Regions from separate parts of the Mus musculus genome. Here region 2 is linked to region 1. Evidence: chromatin contacts called from public Hi-C data. All regions are on one chromosome and are shown on one strand. The core of a region is the stretch at or near the end of the contact, and the rest is flanking DNA. Distances in the headings are between cores, read along the strand shown.

The links. Hi-C and Micro-C count contacts between places; a contact is called where the count stands out from the background.
Region 2: a Hi-C map of cortical neurons shows a contact between it and region 1, with 2.1 times the contacts expected there. The contact joins the enhancer-like site here to the promoter of Whrn in region 1. A contact is called at or near these places in 1 of 15 datasets of contacts at CTCF or cohesin (the NIH/3T3 cell line), 2 of 484 Hi-C or Micro-C datasets (Th1 cells and cortical neurons), 5 of 115 datasets of contacts at active chromatin or transcription factors (T-cell acute lymphoblastic leukemia, double positive thymocytes and embryonic stem cells) and 3 of 9 other capture datasets (adipose tissue, liver and pancreatic islet).

Annotation. Positions count from the first base shown.
Region 1 is chr4:63,491,036-63,498,352 of GRCm38.p6, forward strand. It overlaps Whrn (whirlin), which reads right to left and starts at 4,956. Exons shown (of 12, transcript NM_028640.2): 1 at 3,578-4,956. The coding sequence starts at 4,198.
Region 2 is chr4:63,523,225-63,530,463 of GRCm38.p6, forward strand. No RefSeq gene overlaps it. Among named protein-coding and RNA genes, the nearest start is that of Atp6v1g1, 18 kb to the right of the region's middle. Within about 2 kb of position 5,802, at least 29 of the 459 cell types and tissues checked have an H3K27ac peak or open chromatin away from gene starts, as enhancers often do. A contact at or near this core is called in the NIH/3T3 cell line and cortical neurons, where this site is marked.

The DNA of each region.
Region 1 (7,317 bases), core at 3,706-6,205:
AAAATGACAACTGTGTCATTTTTTGAACCTGCTGAACCAAATATAATGACTTGTATTAATTTTGACAGATTCTTCCTGGGTCATTATGCAAAGGAAGGGGCAAAGTGATCGTTCTAATTAATTGGAAGGACCCACAAACGCTTCTTAATGTCTGGAACATTTCAGATTCTAATTTGCTACTCACTCAGATTTACCTGTGGGAATGCTGGGGCTGCAATGAAGGCTGTTTAATTTTTATGAAGCATGCACGCACACACACACACACACACACACACACACACACACACTACCTGTATTAACAAGGGACTAAAACATCCAGTGGGTGAGTGGGCTTGATCTCCAGTGGTCCCAAGATGCTCCTGTTTGTGTCCCAGTCCTACTGGCAATTCCCACTCCCTTTGGACTCACACCAGGGCTGGTGTTCTTGGGTCGAGAGATGGGGGTGAGAGACGACAGCCGGGCCCATCAGTACAGTGTGTAACACATGGATTTCCCGATTTAGCACAAAGTTACCCAGGAGTGCCAAGCTTCTCTTCTCCCAAACCTTAGCCAATTCTCTTGCCTTAATTGAAGGCAATTCCAAAAGAACAAGAGCGCAGCAGATCAGACGGTCTACCTGCCTTCTGGGTAGCACATTTCAAGCAAATCACGAACTTCCAGCGCTGGGAAGGACCTTGGACAGCCCCAGACTCATCCAGCCTAGAGCAGATGATATCAGAGACTTGTCCAAGGTCACACATAGCAAGCGTTCAGCAGAACTTAATACAGCAAGCAGTCTATGAACTTCCTGGCTGGAGACCTTTGCAAGGTATACTTTTCTTCTTTTAAATTCCTAGTTTAAATCTTATTCATTCCAAATAGCCTTTCTTTCTCTCTCTCTCTCTCTCTCTCTCTCTCTCTGTCAAAAACCAAACATTTCAACATAATTCTACATAGTAAGTGATTTGCTTAGTCAGGACCTGGCGCTGCTGATTTGATAGTTGGACTTTAAGAGAGGAACGGGAACCCTGTGGGCACTGGATAAAATCCTCAGCAAATCCCTTGCATGTCAATAGATGTAAGATCTACCAGGGAAAGAAGCTGAGTAAACTTTGTTTACTTGACCCTTCTCTTAAAAGCTGTGTTCCTCTTTGAAGCCCAGGGGCTCCAACACTTTTATTCTTAGACTTTATTTTAATTGGATTCTCGTTCTGTCGTATATGTATACATAGAATTAATCTCTCTTCTGGGAGACTTCTGAGCTTTAACTTCCTTTCTGCATCATAAACGAAAAATACAGATTTTTTAAAACTGAAAAGTGTCTTCTACTAAATAAAACAGGGGGGTTCTGGGACAGAAGCAAGATACTTGTGAATATTCAGGGACACTGAAAGAAGCCTGGAGCCCAGCTAGGACCATTTGGAGCCCTCTGAGCCCCACAGCTTGTGGCTGACCCCACATACAGAATTCCCACGTGATGGCCACTTGTGTCTCCTGGATCTCAGAGAAGGGACTTTCTACATTTTGTACAACTATGTCAACAGTTCTCCAGGTGTTTATGTGCACATGACACAGCCCTGCAGAGGTGTCCGCTGTCCTATGTTATCACTGTAAATCCTGTCCTCTTCATTACCTGGGTTTTGGATGAAACAACACCCATTTTGCCTGATGCTTCTGAAGGGCCCTAAGACCATGTGTCTGACACTGGTTACAAGAGGGGCTCCACTGGGCCAGAAACACACTGCACTTGCGAGTCAGCTCTGCTCACACAGGCTCCTGGGTTGCAGATGTCACAGTTCAAGGATGCTCCTGTTCCTATCCCATTCAACCTCAGGGTAAGTGTTCATTGCAGGCTTCCTAAACTATGCTAGGAGAGAGGAGGTGTCCCTCTGCAAGCAGGATGCAGGAGTTGGTGCTAGGTGCTAGGTGCTCCCTTGAGCACACAGCACAGCAGCACCCTGGAGCAGCTCAGGGAAGTTGAGGCACACGGTCCTGACAGTGTCCTCTTTGAGGCCAGAAACTGAATGTTCCAGCCAGATCTGAGGTGTAAACTGAAGAACGGGCCTGTGTTACTCATGTCCAGGTAGCCTTTTCAAAGTCTCTCACCTAGCTATGATTAAGTGACTGCAGGCTCTGTAAATTGCCACTAAGCTTGAATCCATGTTTATAAATGACATTTGGATCGAGTCTCTTTAGAGTATAAATTTATCATTTTGAGAACTTGGACCTCTTAGGAGAACACTAATGGAATATTTCTTCTTAGATATATGGGATGTAAGATAAAGAGGAGAAGATGTTTGGAGAGGGGTATGGGAGAATGTGAAGCCCACAAAGAGCTTTCTCTGCTGGTCCCCAGAATAATCAAAGTCCATTAGGCTTTCTCCAGAAAGGGAGAGAATTTTTCAGAAACCTCAGGGACCTCCCAAAAGGGGTCTCTGAGTAGAGAAGCAAACTAGACAGGCCAGTGTCAGAGACAGATGGTGGTATCCAAGGCGCACACACAAGCACTCAGCCCAACTCGCCTGGCCACGAGCCACTGAACACCACACAGCAAGCAGCCCAGGACTTTTGCTGCCTAGGAGTTTCCCAGCAGCCAGTGCGCCCTGTTTGGTACATCTGGATGAGGTGGACCAGGAGACCAGAGAATGGGGTGAGAGGGGCTCACACCACAGGTCAACCCAAACCTGGAGCAAGCATTTCTCCGTACAGGATGGATGCTGCCGTTCCTTTCCTTCAAACTCCTCACTTCTTGTTTAATAAGCAGTAGGGCTCAGGCTAAATACTTATGAGAGAAAGCTCCTTGGATCCACCCACGGACCAAACACTGTAGCTCATACTCCAACTGGCTGGCATTCACTCACCCTGGGTGATAAGATTAGCAAGCATGAATGCTCCTCCAGACAGATGGATTAGATTCCTACTAGCTGGTTGTGGTGAGGTTATTTTTCTCAATTGACAGATCCAAGAAAAACCGTGCTCAGTTTCATGGGACTCTGGGTTCATGGTCAGGGAGAAGCCAAGTTTGCAACAAAGTTAGGCGCCAGTTCTCTGGTCTGGCTTGTTCCAGCATACACTGGTTAGTCCACAAATAGAAGGATCAGCCCCAGCTCTGTGGTTACCCAGCCTCCTCCTGGGTTACTAGCAGTGGGGCAGAACTAACTTTCAGCGGCAAAAAGCCTACAGGATCCAGAAAACAGCACAGCAGCAATAAAGATGGGGGGGGTGGGGGGGGGTCTGGAGGGGGGAGAGCATCAATTACCCAATGTCAAGCAGGGGCTCTTTTCTAACACTTGTAAGGATCCACAGCCCTTTTCACATTTTATGACCAGGCATTTGCTTATGTTATACTGTGTATGTGCCTTAGCCTTTAGGTCACCTAAGGCAAGAATAACCATTTCCTCCGTGCTCAGAACACCGATCTGCGCCACAAATTAAATGTTCCTCTTTTAAAATCCGGTCAGGGAGGCAAAAATAAACCAACAACAAAGACCAGAAAGGTCAGGCGATTTGGTATAAAAGATAGCAGCACAGGCAACCGAAGAGGGAGCACTAAACTGCCTGTACTGTCCTCTAACGCTCCCATAAACCACAGCCCTACCTTGACAGCCTCCGCGTGGGTCACCCGGGCTAGAGATTTATCGTTGACGCGCAGAATCTGGTCCCCGACCCGCAACCCTTCCTTCTCTGCCAGGGAGCCCGGCTCCACTAGAGACACGTAGATGCCCACGCCGTGTTCCGAGCCCCCGCGGATGCTGAAGCCCAAGCCCTCGTGGGCCTTGGCGCGCCGCAGGCTCACGAGTCGCACCTCCCCGGGCCCCGCGCCGTCGGGAGCGGCCCAGGCGGGCTGCCTGTAGGGGGTGGTGGCTGGCAGGTAGAGGCCCTCGGCCGTGTACTGGTCGAAGAGCAGCTGGTCGGAGCGCGGGATGACCAGACGCAGCATGGGCAGCAGACGCCGCTTGACCGGGCTGTCCAGCAGGACGCGCAGGGTGCGCACCAGGTCGAAGACGTTGCGGCGCGCGTGGTACGCGTTGAGGCAGTGAGTGAACTGCTCCCGCTCGGGCTCGCTCAGCAGCGCCGTGAGCGCTTGGTGCAGCTGGCGCACGTTGGCAGACAGCAGCCGCAACCCCGCGCCCCCGCCGCCGCCCGCCGCCGCCGCCGCCGAGCCCAGCGAGCCGGTGGAGGACGAGCTCACCGACAGGCCGTCCAGCTGTGCGTTCATCTCCCCGCCGAGGCCCGGCCGCACTCGGGGCGCGCGGCGCGGGGCGGCAGCTGCACCTGCGGCCAGAGGCGCGACAGCTGGATTCCCCGGGGCGCGGAGGTCACGGCTGGAGTCTGGGTTTGGGGTAGACGCGGAGTCACCGGCTGCAGTCTAGACTGGCCCGGAGAGCGGAGACGACGGCTGCAGGGTGGGTTGGGGAGGTGCAGGTGAGCTAGAGCGCTGGCTGGATCCTGGGGAGGTGGCAGGGACAGCGGCTGGTGTCCCAGGGGCGCGAAGGCAGGTGAAACTGGAATTCGGAGGACGAAGAGACGGCGGCTGCAATCCTGAGGACCGCGGCGGGATCCTGGGGGGACAAAGAGTTGGCGCCTGGAGGCCGGAGGTCGTGGAGACTGCGGCTGGAGGCCGGGGGGAGCGAGAACAGCAGCTACATGCCGGAAGGCGCGGGGACCGTGCGTGGCCGCAGTGGGGGGCGCAGCCACGCCGCCCGCCCCGTCACACCATGTCCGGGGCTCCCCCAGCCGAGATGCCCGTTCCTCTAGGGCTGGGGGACCCCAAAGTCAGAAAGAAGTTAGGGCGCCGGTCAATCTAGGCTCAGAGTCCGGAGCAGTCGCAGCCAGAGGAGCCACGCGGGCGTCCGGCGGGGGGTGCGGGGCATGTCCCGGGCCGCCCACCATGCAGCAGCCCGGGCCCCCGCGCCCCAACGCCGCCCGGGCGCACACGGAGCCACGCGGCCGGGAGCCCGGACTTTGCGAACTGTTGAGCAGCTCTGGGCTGAGTCTTCCAGCGAGTTCCGACGCCGCCGCCGTCGCCAGCCGGGACTTGGCCCCGCCCCCTCGCCCCTCCCCCTCCCCGCCCCGTCCCCCCGCGGGCTCTTCAGGAAATGACGTCCCGCCTGGCGCGCCTGGCTGTTGCCTGGAGACGGGGTGAAACAGTCCGGCCCCAAGGAAGAAAGGGGTGAAAGTGGGGGTGAAAGAAAGCAGGAGGAGCCCTGGGCCCCTGCGAAGTCTTCCCACTTCCTCAGCCCAGGGGTGAAAGATGGGGTCCTAAAAGCTGCGCTTTCCGGCGATCACAGCTCGATTCCAGGGTCGCTTTGGAGCAATTAGCCGGTTTGCCAATTCACAATTGGGGAAAATGGCCAACTTTTGGCCTCTAAAATAATAGATGCTTCATGCTCTGCTTTTCTGCCTTAAAATGTTGTTCCTGCAGCTTGCACACGTGCTGACTGCAAGTTTAAGTGAGTATGTGGACGATAATCGGTCACCTGCTCTGCACATGAGAAGAATATAAGCCACACAGGTGCCATCAGGAGCCAAGTCCTGTGCTGGGATAGATCAGCCTGGGCCCCTTCCTCTGGTGCTCTCCGGAGTGGGGGGGGGGGGGGGAGGGGGGAGTGGGGGAAAGCAAGGAGCTGTTATCAGAACTGTAAAGTATGCAAACACACACACATGCATTTAAAACTAAGTCTGGAGTAGGAATGTCACTTGTACCAACTGTTAGGTCCCGCTTGTGATCTTTTCCACACTGAGGGAACAGGGTGAAGGTTACATGACAACTCTATATACAGTCTTTAAAAAAAACATATTTTATATGGAAAGATGTCAGAATACACAGTCTAAAGTCTGTCATCTGATACCCACTCTCCTAAACACTATCACAGGAAAAACTCGGCTTCTAGTCAAAGAAGTGTTCTAAGAAGATCTATAGTGCTTGACCTAGTCACCACTACATGCCATGTGGATCTCTTTAAACCTGAATTGCCTCTCCAGAGGTGTTCTGTGAAAAGCTGGTTTTTTTTCCCCTAAGACTGTCCTGGGTTGCCGTCACAGGAATGAAACGGCTGACTCTGATATGGGAGAAATAGAAAAAGAGAAGGATTATCTGGAGTGGCTTTGAGCTGGCTGCAGAAGGGTGTTTTGTTCCCTGGCTAGTTATTTACCTGTGCACTTGGTCATTCTTCATTCAACATTTGCCAAGCACCCGTTCTGCTGCTTGACCAAGCGGCATATGGTTGATGCTGGAGACCCAGGATAAAGAGTTGAAATCTTTGACCTCAAAGAGTCATAGTCTGGCAAAGGAAAGACGGTGTAGGTCAAGGTTAAAAACAAACAAACATAAAAAAGATAAGCATTAGGAGTGTCAAGATAGACCACAGTGAGGCGAGGAGACTAACAGGAATGGACTTTCTGGGCTGCAGAGATGTTTCCGCGGGTAAAGATATTTGCCACCAAGCCTGACCACCTGATTTTCATGCCTGGAACCAGCACGGTGGAAGGGGGAGAACCAACTCCTGCAAGCTGTCCTCTAATCTTCATGGTGCTTGTGGCACGTGTAGCAACCCTGTAGCACATAATAAACGAATAAGTAAATAAAATATTTTAAAAGAAGAATCTTTCTGAGTAATGGGAAGCCACAGGGAGATTTCTAACACTGTAGTTTAATGCAGTCCCAAAATGGAGGCAAAGAATTAAAGTTCTCCTTTCCCCAAAGCTCTCCCCTTCTTTTCACACAGACCTGAGTTGAATTGATGCCCAGTGAACATATTTCACAGGGCGTCACAAAGTGATGTCTTAAGTAGCCAATTGAGTGACCCTTTGACATCTGTCTTACAGCTCTGCGTGTAGCAGTCCGTGCTATGCATCCTTATTTCTTCTTGCCGACCCTAGTTGAAGTCTTTAATGCAACCAGAACAAGTTATTTAAGGAGAGAATCTGTTCCAACCCCTCCCCTCATGTATTAATGACATACCTCGAAATGCCACCACACGGGACTTAATTGCATGCAGTTCGGGTTTTCTGCAAATGTATTTCATGCTTAGTGTTCAGTTAGTTTGTGTTCTAATTATAATTGCTGTGATTGGTTTGATAAATGCAGCCCAGGAGCTAAGATTCCCCACTCCCAATATTTCCTTTCTGTGCAAAGGATGTTTTCGAGAATATTTTGCTTCGGGCAGCAGAAGCCTCTGTGCTAACAGCCTTAGGGAAAAAGGAAACACTTTCTTCTGCAAACATCGGGCACCATCTGGGAAGGCTGTGCTATTGTTTAGCTTCATAGAGGTTGATCTGAGAGAGCAGAGCGAGAACCGAGGGAAGGACAAATGGGAACTTTCCCATCCATCTTGC
Region 2 (7,239 bases), core at 4,552-7,051, 33 kb after region 1:
AATCAGAAGATGGCCTAGTCCGCCATCAGTGGAAAGAGAGGCCTATTGGTCGTGCAAACTTTATATGCCTCAGTATAGGGGAATGCCAGGGCCAAGAAGTGGGAGTGGGTGGGTAGGGGAGTGGGTGGGGGAGCATGAGGGGGACTTTTGGGATGGCATTGGAAATGTAAATGAAATAAATACCCAATTAAAAAAAAAGAAGAGAAAATGAGGCACTCCAAGTGGAGACAAGCGGACCAACACTTGCCCTGATCTTCCTGGTTTCTGAGCCCTTCCTTTCTCTCACCCCGTTCCAACTCAATACAACTGGGTATTTTCACCATCTCTTATATCTTATCAGGAAAGGCAACCAGAGCTGATGATGAGGCTTGAAAAACTCAAGAGCTGAGCCTTCAAGTGAGCTCTCTTCCCAATGAGAGGACCAAACGGGAGCCAGGTGGCTAGAGTAAGGAATTATTTGTCTAGGTGAGGTGGCACACACCTGTAATCCCAGCACTTGGGAGGCAGAGGCAGGAGCATCACTGGAAGTTTGAGGCCAGCCTTGGCGTGTACAAGTTCCAGGCCAGTCTGGACTAAGTCTAAAAAGAAAACAAAAAGAAAACAAAACAAAACAAAATGGAGGGTTATGCCAGAAGCTTCGGTGATTGAGCAAGGAAGCCTGCTATCCTAGCATTTGATATGTAGAGAACAAGATTGTGAGTTCAAGATGTTGTTTCAGAAGGGGGAAAAATGGCAAAGGAGACCAGACTTGGTGTGTATCCCAGCACTCATGATATGGAGGCCTGAGAATTGTGAGTCCAAATTATGCAAAGAGGATCCCCACAAGATCTCCAGGTAGGATGAAGACTACAGCTGACAACTTGAGACCCTTCCCCACCCAGCAGCTTCTGGTGAACAGGCCACCGAGCTCACTCCGAGAACACTGGGCTATTATACGAGAAGTTGGAGGGGAAATGGGATTTCCGTCTTGTCTTCTTGTCCTGGAAAATCCAGCCACTCAGCACTGAGCTCTTGATACTTGTCAGGCAAAAGCTTGAACGACTGTGGCAAATGGTCGTCACAGTTCTGGAGACCTGCTGCTCTCTATCACACATGAGATGTGCTGCACTGAGTGGCGAAGTTAGCAAACGCAGGGCAAGGCAGGGTTGCAAGTCTGAACTGTATGAGCTATAAATGCTGTCATATAAAGCTATACTTCAAAGGATTTATTTTTATTTTAATTTTTGCTGGTGTTTTGCCTGAATGAATGTATGTGCACCGTGAGCTCTCAGTACACAGTGGAGTCCAGGGAGGGGTATGGGATCTTCTGGAACTGGCAACAGCAAGCTGCCATGTGGGTGCTGTAGATCGAACCCTGGTCCTCTGGAAGAGCAGTCATTGCTCTTAACCTCTGAGCTCTCTCCTCTGGGCCCTCATATAAAGGTGTTAAGCTTTTATTGTATATAAAAAACACTTGAATTACTAAAGTCTCCTAAATTGATGATGCATTGTGAAGTAATTATTTTAATTTTGAAAGAGGTGGGAAAGTTGTGCTCTTGGTTTATGCTGGTGACTTGTGCCTGTGCCTTTTTTTTTTTTTTTTTTTTTTTGCTGGGAAATGAAGTACTGAATTTCGTGGGTAGAGGGCTGGGGTTCTCGTGTGTGTCCCCCAAGGTTTCCTGTGTTAAAATTTAGTTCTCATTGAGAGATAGTAAGAGAGTGGAAAGTTCTTTGTGTGGAGTGACGAGCCTTTTGGAAGTGATTAGGATGAGATAAAGTCATCAGAGTGGAGCCCCAGGAGATTTAGAAGGAGAAAGCTGGGCACTGCGGTTCATGCTTGCACTTGGGAAGCTGAAACGGGAGGTTCCCAAGTTCAAGACAAGCGTGGACTACGTAGAAAACTGAAGGCCAGTCTGGACTATGTAGAGACAAACAAAAAAACCAAGCAGACAAACAAACTGGGTGAGGTATGCGGATCAGTGAGGGAGATGATTGCTGACCAAGCGTTCAGACCCCTGCACCTACGTAAAACCCGTGTGTGGCATGGGGAGCTGGCAAAGTCAGCCCCAGGAAGCGAGGTGGGCATGGAGACATGTGAATCCCTGGGGCTGGATAGCCAGCCTGTAGAGCCAAAATGACAAGCTAACATGTTGCTAATATCTTGACAAGACCCTGCTCACAAACTAAGATGGAGAATGGTAGAGGAAGACATGACACACACACATCCCTCTTACTCCCCCCCAAACCTCCACACTCTGCACATAAAAATACAACAACAACAACAACAACAACAACAAACCACCAACAGACAAGCAGAAGAAAGGGAGGGAATACAGAGAAGGAGAGGGCGAGGCAGAAGAGACTCCGTATGTCTACTCACCATCACTTGCCATCAATCGTCCCCTCCCCTTCCCTTGAAACACACAGGCAAGGAGGCTTGTGTGTTTATTTTACATAATGCACAACAGGGGGTCATTCAAGGTGACCTTCTAAGCTAGGACAGTGCAGTCTGTCCTCAGCCAGGCATCACGTGCCCAGGTTCCCTGAATGAGGATTTGCTTAAAGGACATTGCCCTGAGCAAGGGCCCTTGCAGCAGCCTGTTCCACGCTGCCTTGTGTGGAAGCGGCAGGGTTTTTTTTTCCCTTCTTGTTTGAATGATGGGTTATTATTATGTACCTGGAGAAAGATCTGAGGCTAGCGAACGTGGGTGTCATACAACCTTCCACTCAAAGCCGTTTAATGACGAGCAAGCATAATAACCATATGAAATCTCTTTTGATTAAACAGCCAACACCACGTTGGCGTGCTGAGCTGTTCAGAACCTTCTATGTGCTGCAGTCAAAATTTTCATGGGTCGTTGTCCCAAGGCAGACCTACTTGTGTTCCATGTTGTTTTTTCTCTGTTAAACCTTAGTGTTTCTATAAGTGAAACATAGCTACTTGGTAAGAGAGAAAACTAGATCTTGTAACTTCTTGGCATATAGAAAATGCTCACTGGGCGGGGAGCGGGGGTGCATGCCTTTAATGCCAGCCTGGAAAATGTTCAATAAATACTCTCCCTTCTGAGCCCAGGCTGAACTTCAAGTAATCGCTGGTTTTTTGTTTTTTGTTTTTTTCCAAATGGGACAACAGATGATGAACTTGTGACTATAAATCACAAGCACTTTTATTCGTGAGTGGTGCTTCCATAAGCCAATGGCCGACAGTCGAGCCATCATCAGACTAGCTGGTTTTGTGCTCTTGCTCCGGTGAAGGTGATAAGACGCCAATAGTACCTGTGGCTGTGATGTTATTCTGTTCTCAGAGGCAGAGAGATCAATCAGAAAACAATGAGGATATAATGGGAGCTGTGTGTGATGTGTGTGCATTGCTGATTAACTCTTGGGAATTAAAAATTCTAGAAATAGTACAGCTGGCTAGAAGAGCTGGCCCACTGAGAAGGTTTCGGAACACCCTGTGCCAGAGAGCAGGGCCGTGCCACCCACAGCATGAGAATGTCCCCTCACAGTCTCATTAAAGCCCAGCAATACCATTTCTCTTTGTTATTGCTAAAATGAAGCCTGAAATTGCATAATGTCTAATTTTCCATGTTTCCATTTTTCCCCCCAAATTCATCAACAAACTGAACTTATTCTTCTTTGTTTTCTGGTTGTGTGGTGGTCTTTTCTTCTCTCAAGATGCAATTTTTACTTACGGATTTATAAAACATCTTTGTGGTATAAGTGTATATTAACTCTTGTTTATACATATAATAGAATGATATTCGATGGCTAAGGCTTACCATTCTGTTATTCAAAATAATCTAAAAAGTTAGCAGCACGCGGCTATTCATCTGATAAACATTTACAGATGGCTTGTTGGAACTATATGTCAGGCTCTGTGCCTGGCACTGGTGTCAGGAGCGGACAAAGCCCAAGCCTCTGTCCTCTAAGAGAAAGCAGCGCCACTCACAAACCTCCCTCACTTACACAGTAGAGATGTTCTGAAATCCGAGTGTTTTGAACCCTGACACGCAACACTGAAGGGGCAGTCGCTGGGAAAGACCTTATGGTCTGATATGGCTACATGGTCAATTTGGAGCATCACCTGTTTTATAAATAAAGTTTTATTGGAACGTGATGATGCCCATCCACTCATGCAGCCCTGCTGCTTCTGTGCTGCACGACAGAGCAGAGTATCTGAGACAAAGCCGGCAGACGAAGAAATATGGGCTAGTCTTCTTGTGTGTGCATGTGTGTGTGTGGGGTGTGTGGGGGGGGGAGCCAGATGTCAACATGGGTTATCTGCCTCAATCACTCTCCACTTTATTTTATTTTCTGTGTGTCGTATGTATCTTTGTGCATAAAAGCCAAAGGCAGACACGGGGTGTCTATCCCTATCACTGTCTACTTTATTTCCTTGAAACAGGATCTGTCACTGAAACAGAAAGCCCCATCTTTTGGCTAGGCTGGCTACACAATGCATTCCCATGTTCTACCTATCTCTGTCCTCCGATGCTGGGGCTTCAGGCACACACAGCCATGCATGGCATTTTGTTTTTTTAACATGGGTGCTGGGGATCAAACTCAGATCCTCACAGCCTCACAGAAAATGCTCTTACCCACTGAGCCATCTCCCCAACCCAGCGACCTTATCTTTTGAGGCACGGTCTCTCACTGTACCTGGAGCTAACCCTTTCATCTAGGCTGGCCAGCAACCCCCCCGGGATGCTCTAGTCTTTCCAGCTCTTGGATGATACGCACAAGTGTTACCGTACCAGGCTTTTATATGGGTCCTGATCAAACTCAAGTTGTTACACTTGTGCGGGCAACGCTTTATCAACGGAGCCACCTTTACAGCCTGTTTGAAAGTGGCCTGTGCCAGAGAAAATAATCAAAACTGTACGAAAGTTTGGAACAGAGTCCAGACCGAACTTCAGGATTCTTGAACTTAGATCTCTGCTTCCCGTGTCCTTCTATTAAGACTGACTAAATACCCACTGCAACATAGGCCTACAGCGGCAAGTGTGAAGATGACAGGGCTTGCAGGGGTGCCCTGAGGGCCCATACACAGACATTAAAGAAACAACCATCTAGGAAAAACAAAACTCTATCATTGGGGTGAGCAGGGGAGAGAGCAAGCACTGTTCCTCTGCTAAGGTGGAAAGAGGTCCCTACCTCTTGACAATTACCACCATTTCTTCTCCTTACATTTGGATTCTCCCACTGACAGCCACCTTCATCACAGCAACTTCAAGGCTGGAGTCAGACCAAGCTCAGAGTTCAGCTCCAGGCATGGCCGGCATATCTGTTCTGGGACACCCAGGAGGAGAGTTTTGCAGGATCGGCCAGGGCAGAGTAGAATTCTGTCCCTGGATTGGTTAAGCCAGTGGGTCATCAGCCGATCATGTATCTCTGGTTAAGCAGAACCAATCACCTGGAGTGGCAAACTGTGACTAAATGGCTACATTTGGGTCATTGCCTATTTTATAATTGGTGGGCCAAAGAGATTGCTCAGCTGTTTAGGGCTAGGCTCTCAACCAAAAATTATAAGTAATTGATGGTTACTCTTGTGATGTGTGTCTGGGCTAGAAGCCCCATCCCCGTGAAACAAACAGGACTAGAACCTGGGAGATTCTTTTGATTATAAGTCAGATACAAATTTGGGTTCTTCCATGGCTCTAGTAAATTTCTTTTCTGCTTTGAATCTTCTAGCACAGGGATTCCCTTTGTCAGCAGACAACTCCAGCCAATATGCTTGTTTTTCCAGGCAACTACTGCCCCGCCCTCATCTGAACACTTGCCTCCCCCATATTCTCTCTGCCTGCTGGTGACACCGGCCTTCTCCATCTAGGAATGTAAATTGCAGAAAGCTGGAGTGCTAACAACATGTCAGAGTAGAGCTGGCCAAGTCTGATAATGAATCCATATGACAGTGTGAGCCAATCTGCGCTTATTCAAACCCCCATTCAGTGCTTCCCACAACAATGATGAGCGTGCTGCTCTTGGTATTGTCTGTCTCCAGCTTAATGATGCGATGATTTCACTTAGGATCTTGATAGGCTCCTGACTGTAGAAACAACGTCTTTCAGAGGAGGCTGGCAACATATGTTGTGAGCCCAATGCACCAAAAAACATCTGGGAGTAGGAGAGACACTGGGAGGGCCGGTCTGTACCTCATGTTTTCCAAAGATTTCTCATTTTGGAAAGCAGTTTTTCACTCCCATTTGAATCTGCCTCCAGAATTGGCATCTTACTGTGGCTGGGGCCTGCTGGAAAAGGGGAAATCAAGGGCTTACTGGTTTGGCTCCAACTTGGATCTCCAAGATCTGTGTCTTTGGACTTTCCTTTGGAGTTTCTTGGATATCCAGATTCCAGTCTTCATCCTTTGTGAGACTCAGTCGTAGGTCTGGGAAAGGCAGTTTGGGTTTTTACAGAGGTCTCTAGCTCTGAAGGGCAGCCATGTTGCAGAATTACTAGCATGAAATGTCCAGAAGCCAGAGTCCTTCTTTCTCTTCAGGATCTTTCTGTTTGTTGCCCACGGCTTCTCTCTATTAAGCTTCTAAGATCCCTTGCTGGACCCGGTTTTTGCAGTGGCTTATATGAGACCACTTTTCTTGGCAACCCTTGGAGGCTGAATGCTGGAGACTCTCCTGGGCTGGATCTCTCGCACCTTCTGGATTTTAGGCAGGGGTGCTGTCTTGTGGGTAGCTCCTCAGCCTTCCACCACTGCCAGTGAGTTTTCTGTTACTAGCCTTCAATGGGAAGATGAGTAGGAATGTGCTGCCTACGGAGGAGTGATATATATATTATAAATATTTTATATATATATACTATATATTATATATTTATATATTATATTTATATATTATATATTTATATATTATATATATTATAAATGATATATATATCACTCCTATGCATTTGTGTGTCTCTACATGCACATTCATATGGAGGCTAGAGATTGTGTGTCTTTCTTTATTGCATTGCTCCTCACCTAACTTTTTTGAGACAGGGTCTATTACTGACCCCGAAGTACACCTACTGGCTAGACTAGGTGACCAGCAAGTCTTCAGTGCTCAGGGCTTTCCCCCACCCATGAATACCCAGTGTGAATTTTGTCAGGGGTTTATAGGCGTCAAGAGTTATAGATGCACACTAGGTTGGGAATTTTAATACTGACTGATTGCTCATTGATCCCAATCTTTATCAATAAGCCATCTTTCCTTCCCCTTGGGTGAGTAAGGTGAATCCAGTTCGTGGGCACCTGTTCTTCTCCCC